Linked DNA regions of Capra hircus: region 1 is linked to region 2. The links are chromatin contacts, called in public Hi-C maps. All regions are on one chromosome and are shown on one strand. Each heading gives the region's core, a stretch centred on a gene start, on an enhancer-like site or on the middle of the called end of the contact. The rest is flanking DNA. Distances are from core to core; before and after follow the strand shown.

Region 1 (4,433 bases), core at 1,127-3,626, 64 kb before region 2:
CTGACCCTGCATAACTTTGTATTATCCATTGATCCCTATGTACAAGTAAAAGTATAACAGCTTTTCTGGAAAATAAAGGATGGACCAGTTTCTCAGACCAGTCTCTCAGAAATCTGGCTCCCCCCGTGTCGACTCTCTCTCTCTTTCTCCCTCTCCCTCCCTCTCTTTTTCAGGCTGATCCCTTGGAATACAGAGGCTCACCGTGTCTACTTATTTGCCTGGGCTTCTAAGACCCACACGAGAGGGAGCCCAAGGTGGGGCACCCTCCGCTATTCAAGAAGGTGCCAGTGGCCTACGTAGACGGTGCAAGTTTCTTGTCTTGAGACTTTATTAGCTTTCTGTGTAAACCAAGGATTATCAGCCTCTTTTCTCCTCTATTTTTTTCACTATATTATTCTTCCCTAATCTCCCTTTAAATTTCTAATTAATCCCTCTTTAATCGCTGACTCCGTCCCCGCTTAGAATTCCCTGGATCCACCGGGGCCAGACCCTGGCAAGCAGTGGTCTCTTTCAATATGTGATTCATTTTCTCAGTTTTCCCTGTTGATTGTAGTCTTCAGGGTGAATATAGTTGCCAACAATATGCAATGCTTTTAGATACCTGGTGGGTTGTACCGGAGACAGAAGCAGGCTCATTGTCACTTTGAAGGGTGTAGGCAATCTAACTTGGAGAAAGAGTTCCTTAAGGAAGGTTTTAACTACCTCATAGGTTTTCTCTGTCTGGGTGGAATATGCTTCCGTGCATTCTGAAAAGGTGTCCATAGGGAATTCCCTAGTGGTACAGTGGTTAGGGCGCCATGCTTCTACTGCTGGGGACCTGGGTTCAATCCCTAGTCAGGGAACTAATATCCTGCCTGCTGTGTGTGGTGCAGCCAAAAATCGGAAAAGAAAAAGTGTCCACAAATGCTAACAAGTATCCGAAGTTTCCTGTAGCTTGAGGCATTTGAGTGAAGTCTATCTGCCAGTTCTCAGTGGGACCAGCTCCTCTATACTGCGTTCCCACCTGGGGGTGTCTAGCAGCAGTCTCTGGATTATTTCTGGCACACATTTCAGCCTGGCCGAAGGCAGGGAGAGGTGGCCTGAGACTGCGGCCAGGGAGAGACTGAGAAAGGAGACTGGGCAATGGACTTCCTCAAACACCAGCTGGCCACCCAGCCTGTGGTACTGCAGTCCCACCATGGCTGGTTCTGGATGAGGAGAAGGCGAGGTGGAAGCTGACGGGGTAACCCCACCCTCTGGAGACCACAGGAGACCCAGGGGTGTGCTGGGCGCAGGCTGTGAGGACAGTGGCAGCCAGGGAAGGCCTTGCGGGGGGTCGTGTCACTGACCACTCAATGAACATGTGTGCTGAAGGCTCACTGGTGCCAGAACCTGGTTAGATCCTGGGATAAAGACAGACCAGAAGGAGGCTTGGCCTTAAACATGACTTAGGCAAGTAAGGAAGTCGTGGGACGGCAGTGCAGCCGAGGTGACTGAGATTAAGTCAGAGAACCAGCTGGCCAGGGCAGGGAGCAGCGGCACGGCCCGGACATCAGGGCCTGGCCGGGTACCATATCCCGCGGGAGCAGCCTGGGCCATTGCCCTTCAGATACAGGACTTGGGCTTGACTGCAGGGCACAGAGAACCACCAAGAGCCCTGAGGGAGGTGAGGAGAACCATAATTATTAAGCATCCACCAGGAGCCAGGCACTCAGTAGGTGCTTTCTGTATCAATGCCTCTCAGATTCATTGTGTTTATATCAAACTCCTAAAAATTTCATTAAAATGTAGTCTCTATGTTTCATATCTTATAATAACCTATAATGGAAAAAAATCTGAAAAAGAATATATATGTATGGACAGATGGATGCATAACTGAATCACTTTGCTGTATACCTGAAACGCTGTAAGTTAAATACACTTTGATAGAAAAAAAATTTTTTTAATAAAACAATGTAAGCATACCTTATAAATATTGTAAGTTTGGTCCCAGACCACTACAATAAAGTTAATTCACAATAAAGTGAGTCACATGAAAAAACACAAAAAATACAGATGACTTTTCTTTATTGCAAAAAAAGCTTAGAAGGAATCCAAAAAATGCAGTCTGATTCAAGAGGTCTGGGGTGGCAGCGGCCCGAGGCACAGCATCTCTGAGAAGCTCCCAGCTGGGATCACACTTTGAGAAGAAAAACTGTAGCTCATTTAATCTGCACCCCAGTGCTGTCTGGTGAGTATTATGGGCTCCCTTTTATTAGCAGGAAAACTGAGACTCTATTTCTGGGCCTGCCTGAAGGCACATCACTAAAGAGAGCTACTCTACTTCCCGCCCGCTGCCCAGTGAGAGAGGTAACACAGTCCCCAAGTAAACACACTCCCTCCTGGCCCCGCTGGGTCTGCCCCAGGCTCTTCCTAGTCCCTGACTTCAGACCCTCCCATCTCAGCTGGCCTCAAGCCTGGAGCTTCTGAGACTGCAGCAGCCTCTAAAGATAGTCTTCCTCACAGGAAACCAGATACTATTGGCTAACTTTGCAAATAAAGATGCCCTCAGAGGAGAGGGAGATACTCTCTGACAGACTGTGCGTGGGACAGGAAGGCTGACTGGCACATCGCCACCTCTCGAGGTTCCCTCCCCAGACCCAGCCCAGGTAGGAGCAGAGGGCTCATTTAGCACCTGTGGGCGCGCTGGGTGAGGCACTGTGGTCAGAGGTCAAAGTGGGTTAATGAGGCTGGTTTGCTTTACCTGCCAACAAGGGAGACCATTTTCCAGAGGATCTTATAGCCTAAATGTACTAGGGGGCTTGGTAGGGGAAGACAGTGACTGATTAGATCACTTATGATGTGCTTAACATGATGAAATATGATTAGAAGCATTAGTAATTACATTTCAGGGACATGGAGAAATGCCCATAAAAAAGCATCATTTAAAATTGCATCTGCAAACTATTTTATATAGGGTGGATAAAAAACAAGGTTCTACACTACAGCCAAGGGAACTATATTCAATATCCTGTAATAAACCATAATGGAACAGAATAGATACATATATGAATCACTGTTCTATAGCAGAATTAACACTTTATGAATCAACTACAATAAAAGAAAAAATTAAAAGGTAAGATTGTATCTGGATGATATTGAGGAATTACTGTCAACTTTCTAAGGTAAGAAACAGCATCAAAGTTATTATTATCATCATCATTTTTTTTTTCTGGCTGTACTGCAAGTGTTGCAAGATCTTAGTTCCCTAACCGGGGATTCAACACACAGGGCAATAAAGTCATGGAGTCCCAGCAACTAGGACCACCGTGGAATTCCCATTATTATTATTATTGTTAACTTTCCACATCTGTTTCATGCTCCTTCTCTATGTACTCCTAGAAAGATTTTTTTAAATAGGAGCAATAAGAATCCGCTGTAGAGTCTGAAGTATATACATACTATTTGTATTTTTAGGAACAAAATAAGTCAAATGGACAGCAAGCCTTTTTATGATCTTTCCTTCTGGCACTACCTTATTCTTGACTTTCTGTTCAAAAGTGACATGTCTTTTCCTTGTCTAGGTATTTGGTTTTTTTCCTATAACTTGAAAAAAATGTATTTTTTCTTTCTTTCTTGAGTTTTTTCTTTCCTTTTTCTTCCATGCTTTTTTGCACCATCTGCATTTTTTATAATGAGCATCTACTGCATTTATAATGAAAACCATTTTAGTAATAAATTGCTGACAGACTTTGATGATCAACATTGATGTATGCTTTTATAATCACTGTGAGGACATTCGGGCTCAGAAGGTTTGTGTCATTGGAAAACATCATCTTCAGAAAGAAAGTCTGAGTGGACACACATGTGGGTGAATTGTGACTCTTGTAGGGAAGAAAACCTATACAACATCTCTTTAAATATGTTCCTGTGCCCTTTTGTCTTTTCCCTAAACCTGTGTTCATCTGAAAACATAATACACTCAAAGGACAGTGTGCAGGTCAACAACTCATATACTGATCTCCCACCTAACCATCATCCAGGCAGCAGCAGAGAACCTGACCAGCCCCCGGCAGCTCCATCAGGCCTCTCCGGATCACCACCCCTGCCCTCCCAGAAATCACCCCAATCCTCACCTTTATGGTTACTGATTCTCTCCTTGTCCTTGTAGCTTTACAAGGATTTTAAACCTTTCCATGGATTATCCTTGCCTGTTTCTCACCTTCCTGTATGTGAGTTCATACAGCAGATCTATGTTTTTGGTTTGTATTTTAAAAATGCATTCATACTGGGGCTTCCCTGGTAGTCCAGTGTTTAAGACTCCATGTTCGCAAAGCAGGTTGCATGGAATCAATCTGTGGTCAGGGAACTCAGGTCCCCCGTGTTGCATCAGTTCCGTCGCTCAGTCGTGTCCGACTCTCTGTGACCCCATGAATCGCAACACGCTAGGCCTCCCTGTCCATCACCAACTCCCA
Region 2 (4,591 bases), core at 1,085-3,584:
AACAAACTGTGGCTTAAACAATACCCATTTGTTAGCCTACAATTCTGTAGGTCAGAAGTCTGCCACAGGAGGGCTGGCCTCTCTGCTCAGGGAACCCTAAGGCTGAAACTAGTCTCCATCTGGAAACTACACCAAACTGCTGCTCCAGACTCATGTGGTTGGTGACAGAATCAAAATTAAAAACTTCTGCTGTGTGACAATGTCAAGAGAGTCAGAAGACAAGCCACAGTCTGGAGAAAACATTTGCAAAAGGCATAACAGATAAAGACTGTTTGCATAAAAATATGCAAAGAACTCTTAAAACTCAACAGTAAGAAAACAAACAACCCCATTTTGAAAATGAGTCAAAGACCTTGACAGGCATCTCATCAAAGATACACAGATGGCAAATAAGCATATGAAATGGTGATCCACATCTTGTATCATCAGGAAAATGCAAATGAAAACAACAACGAGATATTGCTGCATGCCTCCTAAAACGGCCAAAATCCAGAACACTGACAACACCAAATGCTGGCAAGGAAGCAGAGCAACACGAACCCTCACTCATTGCTGGTGGGAAGGCAAGACTGGTGCGGCCACTTTGGAAGACAGTTGGGCCGCATCTTAGGAAACTAAACACACTCTTCCCATTCTATCCACCAAGTGCACTCCGTGGTATTTACCCAGAGGAGCTAAAAACTTATATGCACGCAAAAACCTACACACAGATGTTTATTGCAACCGTATTCCTAACTGCGAAAACGTCAAGGCAACCAAGACATCCTTCAGTAGGTGAATCAATCAAACTGTGGTACATCCAGACAATGAATTATTACTTAACTCTGAAAACAAATGAGTTATCAAGCCCTGAAAAGCCATGGAAGAACCTTAAATGCATATTACTAAGTGAAAGAAGACAATTCAAAAAGGATATGTACTATATGAGTCTAACTGTATGCCGTCTTTAAAAGGGCAAAACTATGCAAACAGAGAATCCCATGGACTGAGGAGCCTGGTGGGCTGCAGTCCACGGGGTCACAAAGAGTCGGACACGACTGAGCGACTTTACTTACTTACTATGCAAACAGTAAAATGGTCAGTGGCTGCCAGTAGTTAGAGAGGAGGAAGGGGTGAATAGGAAGAGCAAGCACAGAGTGAAGTAACACTGAATGATTCCATAAGGATGGATACATGTCATTATATATTCACCCAAGCCCACAGAACGTACAATTCCGAGAATGAACCCTAACATAAACCATGACCTTTGAGTGACAATGATGTGTCAATGCAGGTTCATCGATTGTAACAAATGTACCATCTGGTGGGGGATCCTGATAGCGGAGGAGGCTGTGCATTTATCTAGAGGCAAAGGGTATATCAGAACTCTACTTTCTGCTCGATTTCAATGCAAACCTAAAGAAAAGTTTCCCAAAAAAGTCTATTGAAAAGAAAAAAAAATACACACTGACACAGGAGGCATAAAGAATGTAAAAGTATCTCATTAACAATTTTCATTGATATGCTGAAGGTGCTGCTAAGTCGCTTCAGTCGTGTCCAACTCTGTGCAACCCCATAGACAGCAGCCCATCAGGCTCCCCCGTCCCTGGGGTTCTCCAGGCAAGAACACTGGAGTGGGTTGCCATTTCCTTCTCCAATGCAGGAAAGTGAAACGTGAAAGAGAAGCCGTTCAGTCGTGTCCGACTCTTAGCGACCCCATGGACTGCAGCCCACCAGGCTCCTCCGTCCATGGGATTTCCAGGCGAGAGTTCTGGAGTGGGGTGCCATTGCCTTCTCCTTTATTGATATATGTACATATAACATTTTAGAAACTTGAGTGAAATAAAATATATTTTTTTAAATTAATGTCACTTTTTGCTTTTCACAGTGTGGCTACCAGAACATTTTAAGCGTCCTGTGGGGCTTCCTCTGGGTTTCTCCTGGATGTACACATACATATAACTGTTCTTGTGCTCAGCTGTGTCTGACTCTGTGGCCCATGGACTGTAGCCCTCCAGGCTCCTCTGTCCATGGGATTTCCCAGGCAAGAATATTGGAGTTGCCATTTCCTCCTCCAGGGGATTTTCCCAACCCAGGGGTTGAGCCAGTGTGTCTGGCATCTCCTGCGGCAGGAGGATTCTCTACCACCAGCGCCACCTGGGAAGCCCTTCCACTGGCCAGTATACTGGTCTAAATCTTCAAAACAGCCCTATGACATGAGTGCTCGTCTCACAGGCGGGAGAAGTTAATGCAGCAGCTCTTGCCAGCGCCCCTGGATCCCTCACGTCTCCCTGGGGTCACCAGCAGCCTCAGTGGGCGGTCCCCGTACAGGCTCCCAGGGTCCTAGCCTCAATCACTTGGATCTCTCTGCCTGAGGGGGAGACGGGGAATCTGTGGGAGCCAGTGCTTCTGGGAGCAATCCTCATCCAGGGGAGTGAGGAGGGTGGATGAATACCCCGGCTCCCTTACCACCACCCCCCAACCCTGGGTGAGGCGTGTTCCACACCAGCTCCCGAAGTCTCCAGAGGGATCCAGCCCCAGCTGTCCACAGAAGTAATCTGCTTTCCTTCTCCTCCTCACTTTTAGCCCCTCACCCCCTTCCTCCCCTCCCAGTGAAACCACTTGCACCCAAATGCTCTTCTTGGACTCTGCTCTTAGAAGATCCCAAACTAACACACTAGAATACAGAAAGCAGGCAGACTCTCAGAGGTCATAGAAATAGGAAGACAGGCTGGTGAGAGCGGTCTGGCACCAGGGCCCACACGACCCTCACAGCATGGCCATCAGACTCCCACGGCAGAAGGCGGACACTCTCTCCTCAAATCTGCCCACCTTTGAGCTGCCGCCTGAGCAGCGCAGAAAGTCCCTTCTGCAGGTTCAGAGGATTTTGTCAAGAGGCTGAGCTGACCTGTCCTACAGCCCTGGAACAGACACGCCCTGGCTGGCCCAGAGCAGACACCCGTGTCTGCTTCCCAGCTGGAGGGAGGCCAGCACTGCCAGCCAGGGCTTTGAAGGACACTTGCCTTCAGACCCAGAGGATACACTGGGATCTGGGACCAGGGAAAGTTGCCGGTGGTGGGGACCCAGGGGAGAATGTATTGAGCTTAATCATCAGTTGAGTTTACATATGCTGGGCACTGTACCCGATGTGGTGTGTGCGTGTGTAACAGATGTGTGCTCCTCACAGCAGCCTTTTGAGGTATACACTATTATTATGCCCATTTTATAGGTGAGGGAACTGGCGAACAGACAGGGTGAGTAACTTGCCAACGTCACACAGCTAGTAAGTGTCACAGACAGGATTCAAACTCAGGTAGGCAGCCTGGCTCTGAACCTTCCCTGCGTCCTGCCTCTCCTGAAACATCAGGTGAGTCTACTGCCAGCTGCTCACTCTGAGCCCTGCCAGAGTGCCCGTTTTCCTGGGAGACAGGCAGGGGCTTCTGACTAATCCCCAACTTCAGCAGAGCCCCACTGAAGAGGGATGGACTGACAGAGGAATGTGCCCTCAAGACCGGGAAACACTAAGCTCCAGAAGCAGTGGGGGTGGGGGGCAGGTTGTAATCACTGAAAAACGACGCCTTCCCTCTCCATTCCCTCCCTGCCCTTCTGCCTTCTGAGAGATCAATTAACCAGCACAGCCATTCGACCTCAGGATAACCATTTACTCCCAGCCCCCTTCCCAAGATGATTTGAGGGGGCTTTTAGAAAGATAACTGCCCAGCATCCCCACCACCAAAGATACTCTGATAAATAATGCCTGACCACTGCCTTAATGGCCATATCACTGACACCCTGATGATGTGATTTTGTTAGATCACTACACATAGGGTGACCAGCTCAGCCTGTTTTTCTTCGAACCTTCCCAGTTTTAAAATTGAAAGTCCCTTGTTCTGGGAAACCCCTCAGAGACAGGCAACAGGGCCAGTTGTTTACCCCCATGACACAGGATACAACCCACAGCGACCTGCTGAAAGTCTAAACATTTAGCTCAGAGTGTCCTTGGAGCCAAGGCAAAGAAGGAAACACCACCCTCAATGAGAGTTTCAGTGTCTGTGATAGTGCTATCACACTTCCACAATGATGGAAACATTTTGTACTCTGCTCCACAGAGCACTTAAAATGTGGCTAAAGGGATGCAGGAACACAATTTTTCATTTTGTTTCATTTTAACCTATTTAAATAGTCTCACGGGGTTAGTGGAAGTTGTCTTGGACAGTACAATTGTATTAGATAAAAACAATCCAGGCATGGGAAATTTCTACCATGAGTTTATCATATCTGCAGTGAGTACAAAAGAGGATTCCAACCAGGTACGTTCCTTTTCTTACGTATGTAATAACCTGTGCATCAGGCCCTTGGATAACACAGGCCATGTGCTGAGCACTCTCACAAAACCCTCTAATATGTGAATTCATTCAAGTCTCAAAGCCACCCCAGAGGGCAGGCACTAAGGTTCCTCTTCCCTTGGCCCGAGAGGATGGGTATCTTCCTGCCCTTCCCAGGGAGAGACAGGATCCGGGAAATAGGTGCTAGGGCAGCAAAGGGCAAAAAGGCCGGAATCAGAGGAGGCCAGGGAGGAGGGCTCCCCAGTGCCCCTCTTCTCACCCCAGGC

What was found. Hi-C and Micro-C count contacts between places; a contact is called where the count stands out from the background.
Region 1: a Hi-C map of liver shows a contact between it and region 2, with 4 times the contacts expected there. The contact joins the promoter of CX3CR1 here to the enhancer-like site in region 2. A contact is called at or near these places in 4 of 5 Hi-C or Micro-C datasets (blood and liver).

Annotation. Positions count from the first base shown.
Region 1 is chr22:12,430,644-12,435,076 of ARS1.2, reverse strand. It overlaps CX3CR1 (CX3C chemokine receptor 1), which reads left to right and starts at 2,376. Exons shown (of 2, transcript XM_005695559.3): 1 at 2,376-2,627.
Region 2 is chr22:12,366,899-12,371,489 of ARS1.2, reverse strand. No RefSeq gene overlaps it. Among named protein-coding and RNA genes, the nearest start is that of XIRP1, 3.4 kb to the right of the region's middle. Within about 2 kb of position 2,334, at least 1 of the 5 cell types and tissues checked has an H3K27ac peak or open chromatin away from gene starts, as enhancers often do.